2 separate regions of the Bicyclus anynana genome follow, and region 1 is linked to region 2. The links are chromatin contacts, called in public Hi-C maps. All regions are on one chromosome and are shown on one strand. Each heading gives the region's core, a stretch centred on a gene start, on an enhancer-like site or on the middle of the called end of the contact. The rest is flanking DNA. Distances are from core to core; before and after follow the strand shown.

Evidence for each region. A called contact is a pair of places that touch in the nucleus more often than the background predicts.
Region 1: a contact with region 2 is called in a Hi-C map of whole larva, with 2.3 times the contacts expected there. The contact joins the promoter of LOC128199180 here to the promoter of LOC112046535 in region 2. A contact is called at or near these places in 2 of 2 Hi-C or Micro-C datasets (whole body and whole larva).

What each region holds. Positions count from the first base shown.
Region 1 is chr19:10,569,468-10,572,167 of ilBicAnyn1.1, reverse strand. It overlaps LOC128199180 (E3 SUMO-protein ligase ZBED1-like), which reads left to right and starts at 1,341. Exons shown (of 2, transcript XM_052887531.1): 1 at 1,341-2,700. All of the region lies in intron 2 of LOC112046535 (cGMP-dependent protein kinase, isozyme 2 forms cD4/T1/T3A/T3B), which reads right to left.
Region 2 is chr19:10,438,136-10,441,132 of ilBicAnyn1.1, reverse strand. It overlaps LOC112046535 (cGMP-dependent protein kinase, isozyme 2 forms cD4/T1/T3A/T3B), which reads right to left and starts at 1,489. Exons shown (of 12, transcript XM_024083203.2): 1 at 1,165-1,489.

The DNA of each region.
Region 1 (2,700 bases), core at 92-2,591, 130 kb before region 2:
TATAATGCATATACAATATATACACACAAACACACAAGACACAAGTTACTAAAATAACTAAACGAAAATAACATGTTTTATATTAGCCATAGGTACATGATCTGCTTAAATTGTCAGTCACCATGTTTTTATTGCAGCATTTCTTTTTTCTCGTGCTACTATTTAAATCAAACTTTGGTTTACATGCGAATTTATATTACTATGATATTGGCATAGATGAGTAGAGCAAGTAAATTTGATCAAACAAAGTCCTAAACTATATAAAATCATCAAGTATGAGCATACTGAGGATTTATAGAAAAGAAGAAGAAATACTTTATTGCACACAAAAATATAAAACTAAATAAAAATCATTAAAGATGAATAATTTAAACTAAGAATTTACAAGTAAGTAAGACGTCGTTATTACTGTAAAGCAATCTCTACCGGGCAACCCCTGATGAGAGGACTTATGATAAAATAATGTTGTATTCTTTAATAAATTAGCAGATATTTTGTTTTTACTGGAGTTATGTAATGTGAAGTACTTCTTACTCTATCTACTTTATTTCGGTGACACTCCTGTAAGTAATTTCAGCTTAACTTTGTAATTAATTTTCTCCACTGTTTACTTATTTATTACTTTTTGTTTTTCTGGCTATTATGTTTCAAAATAATTGGTTCGTTCGGCATTTATATTGAAAGAGATTTCACAGTCATCTCTTGCGTAAATTAATTTTCTTTTTCTTCCATTGTTACAATAAAATAATAATCTATGCAAAATTTATATTTTCTAAGCGATATATTTATTTATTTGTCGATCACAGATTCAATAATAATATTCATATCCTTTTTAATTGTAATAAGAGCTAATTGTAATTGGCTCTCATGTTAACTATAGTTATTAACATACTTATATACGATATTATTTTAATTTGTAGCAAAAAATAGTGTAAGTAGTTTCCTAGCGAACCAATGTAATATTTACTTATAAGACTGATTATAATAATAATAAGAACGAATTGTAATTCTCTCTAATGATATAGTTACAACCAAACACCTGTACGCTTTTTTCTATTGATGACAGCTCTATGACTTCATAATTCGAACGATAAAAAAGTCGTCCGAAGTGCCTATTGTACATCAAACGACTATTGAAGTGGAGGCAAAAGAAAATTCACCAAGAAATACCAGTATACGTAAATAAACGAACTTTGAAATGGGTTTCTCAATCGGAGTTTTCGATACTTTTCACTTTGGGGATAAATTACGCGCGTCCGGATTAATGATTCGATTTTCGAAACGCGTTGGGACGTTCTGTCTGTACGAGCGTCGCGGTACGACTACCGGACTAGTGTTGAGTAGGACATACAAGAGCCAACACATTTGTCCCGTACATGACGTCAGAATGTAAGAGCGGCTCAAAATTTCAAAATGTCCTACCTCACATTTTTTGTCGCGGCAATACTATTACTCGTAAGCCAGTCGCAAGCGAGACGGAGTGAGGCACTTAAGACTTACTGTTATGGCGATACATAGACGTGACATAGACATTCTTACAAAAGAGAAAAGACGACAGACAGATGTGATTTGTGCCTGTGTTTCCGTGTGTGGGTCATTCATACGGTAGTCTACGGACGCGTTCGCGTTTCGAAGAAATTATGAAGAAATTTTGAATTACAAATAATTATTTTGCATTTTCTATCATTACATTTTCTGTTATAATTAACATTCATATAAAAAAAATTACTCACCAATTCAATTAATGTATACCAACTTTAAATAATAATTATGCTTACTAAATATACCAACATAAATATTAATTGGATTATATTACCCGGTACTTGTACCGAATCGTAAATCTATGTTATTACCATAGATAATAATGGCCTGTAAAGCAATCTCAGGTTGTGTAGTCTATGATAGCCCTGCAAAATTGAGCAATTTATTAGAAATTTGGTAAACTTTTATTAATTCTCTATAGACGAAATAAATTAAATAGATGATTATTAAATATGTGCAAGTAAGTGTTTATAATTATTATGTTTTATGTGTGTTATGTGTGACATTTACGAAGACTGTGAATAAAAATATGCGTTTTTAGAACGAAAATAAGTTTTATGGATAGCAACCCTGAGCTCAAGCTTGGCGCGGGCGCGCGACAGTTTAATTTTGAAATTCGATTTGAATTTTGAATTCATTTCATAAACGTCCTTCTGAAAGTTTGCGTTAGGACCTGCGAAAGTTTATCGAAATAGTTGTGAAATAAATTAAATAGGTGATTAATAAATATATTCAGGTAAGTGTTTATAATTATTATGTTCTATTAATGTATTTTATTATATATAATTTGTTGATTTGGCTTTTAAATTTGGTTTGGGTCACATTTGTTATGGTTTAATATATCTAATAATTTTATTTTTACTTTCTTGCATGCTCTTTGATGCAATTTGCACAAAAGATAAACCTAATAAAATTATGTGTGTATTTAAGTAAGTGTGGTTTACTTTTATCAAATATAAATTAACATTGACGGTTGGCCACAAAAGCATTTTTGTTGCATTTTTTTGTTGATAAAATTTGAATAAAGGATTAAGCATTAATAAAATTTTGGGTGCTTGTAACAATTAATCAAGTACTCAGACCAATCGCACTATTATTATTATTATTATTATTATTATTTTAGCCTGGTTATTTATTTATTGTATATTACTATTATTT
Region 2 (2,997 bases), core at 240-2,739:
TGATGAACTTCCGCAAAGTAACGCCTGCTTCTATCCAATATTTAAAAGAAGGTGATGAAACCCTTGAAATCTTAATGTTTAGCCTAAAACAAATTGGAGATGCATAGTAGATTTAACCTCTTAATAAGTGGGACTTTAAAATAAGCGAATGATGACTAAGAACAACATAATGATTTTAAAATAATATTGGCTACATCTTCATGACAATCACGCTTGATGGAAAACTGTGACAAGGTCTAAGTTAGGAAGCGCTTGCCAAGAAATACTTATTCGCTTTATCCTTGAAGATCCTTAGGTCATGGGAAGACCTCTTAGGCGCAGTAGAGACCTTATTTATGTCCAAGAGGACCTGGACTTTGCTCCCAGGTATTTATAATTTTTTATTGATTGTAGGTTTCGTCCGAGGCTAGTTATATCCCTGCTGTCACAGACGTCACGCCAAACGGTTCCGGTACGGAGTATAAAGCCTTAGAGATAGCCTGTTATAAAACTACAATCTCTTTACATCAGTAAAACTTGCAGTAGGTATAATGCTAGCAAACGAGAAAACAATATTAATAGTTAACAAGAAAAAGAATTAAAAATGTTGAAAAACCCTCGACAGTTATTCCTAACACCCTTCTTATTTACACCGGGCTGTAAAAAGGATAATTTTTGAAGGAACCCAACAAATTACTAACCCATCCAGAACTCTTACTCATGAACCTGTTTGCAGCAGTTTGAAGTTGAATTTTACTACCAGTAAGATTTGAGCGTAACATTTAGGTACGTAGACGCAGATAGGTACATATTACTTAACGCAAGATTATGTATTACGGAACCTATTAACTTAGATAATAACTAGGCAGTCTTTCATTTATAAAGCATTGAATTAGCAAGTAAATAAAACAATCTCCAACCGTAAGTACTAAGTAGATATTAACAAGGATTTAACTTAGCAAACTACTGATTAACCTAACAGCCATTACAGTCGGAGTTATTTTTAGATTCCGCACAGAGATGACTTAGGTCTGTCGTAATGTAAATGAAATGAATGCAGTGTGTTTGTGAGTGGACGACTTCGCCGGCGGGAAACAATGCACGTATGTATTATCTAAATGACATAACCTATAACTGAATACCAAACACAATAAATATTTAAAGGAAATATAAAACATATCTTACCGAGCACACGGCGAAACTTCCACGTTACCCAAATCATTGTAAAAACCACTGATTATGATTTCGAATTGAGGTTATGTTGCGCGGTTGTCAATTGTCATTGTCACATCATTTTGACAGGTGTAGTGAATACCACCTGTGGCAGAGTTTACGGCACATTGAATCCCTGTTTTGAATGTTCTGTCGGGTTATTGTCATAGTTTAGGGAGTGGAAAAGAGCACTTTGCGTCTTGGCATCCCGGCCAATGGACGTTGTACGCGTCAAGGTCACTGGAGGCGGCGCCGGGTATAGAACGGTGGATACGCGCGGCTCCCTCGCCGCCCGTATAGCAACTAAACTAAACAGAAACAGAGACTGTAAGCGGGCTTGATGCGCCGATAAGCGGTATATGGTATAAATAAAAACGCCGCGTTGTGAATATGAATGAATGCGCAGCACGCCCCATAGTTTTAGATGTGGGTGAAAACGATTTTGAATCATGTCTGTAAGATAAGTAAAATATATACGTAGGTAGGTTATCGCTTGCCAGAGCATGCGGGTTACGTGATTTTTGTGTAATCCTCATATACCTACCTACCTACCTACGTTTGCATCACCACTGGTGATGAACAACACCAGGGTTCCCAACTTAGGGGTTTTCCCCCAGATTTAGGGGACAAATAAGTGAAATGGGATTTTTTTAGGGGTCTGAAATTTTTAGGGGTATTTTCAGGGATTTATTGACTCTTTAATATTTTTAAATTGATGATAATTATAATATTTCTTTCTTGACCTAGCGATTTATAATGACATATAATACGTTATTCTACAACCACTCTGAGGCCACTGGCGGCAATTTTCATCGAATAAAAAAGTTGTTAAATTTATTCAGTGTATGATTTCAAAAAATCTGAATCTTCAGATAAAGACGTAATATTTTGTCTGTATTAAATATAGACTTTTGAAAGATATTACTGCATATTAATTGATTATGAAACACGGCTAAAACTCACGTGATATTACGTCGGAGTATGCCCGACTAGTTTCATAATCAATTAATATGAATAACACTCACGATAGTTTAAATTCTAAAATATTACTGCATATTATTTCTAAATTTATTTTTATTTTCAAATTATTATGAATTTATATTTTCTAGGGGGACAACTCAATAATTAAGGCGATTTTAGGGGTTTTTGACACAAACTTTAGGGATAAATATTTTGGAGAGTTGGTAACACTGAACAACACATACACCACGAAGACCACAGAAATTTTAAACTATAGATAGGTTACGTGTCTACAAAATCACAGCGCACACGTGCACAATTTTGTGCTTACTTACGTTATATATTTATGTAAGTAGGTATATTTAGTTTTTATTTCCTGAACACACAACTCCACATAATACACAATATTTAGGTATTATTTGTTTAAATAACGTTCGTAGTAGTAATTAATATAAGTAAAAATAATAAATTAATTTAGTCGCAAAGTAAACTACTATGCGACTAAATTAAATTAATACTATTGTGCATATTTGTCCTCCTCAGTTTTAATGCGCTTGTGCCTTAGCTCTAGCACAGTAGATATAACAAGGTTCTAGTGTAAAATAACGTTGAGGCAGACACTCAGGGATTCTTAAGTCATATTGAACAGCCCACTCACTAGGTACATTGCCTTGCCATTCTTCAAAGGGAATTGGATTTTAATTCCGTCACGATGCGCTGGTCCAATGCTTACAATATTTTTGTAAGCATTCAAGCATCAATGATTTAATATTTTCTTCATTGGGCCAATTTGTGGGATTTAACATTTTCAACATTGGACCAATTTGTGGGATTTAATATTTTCAA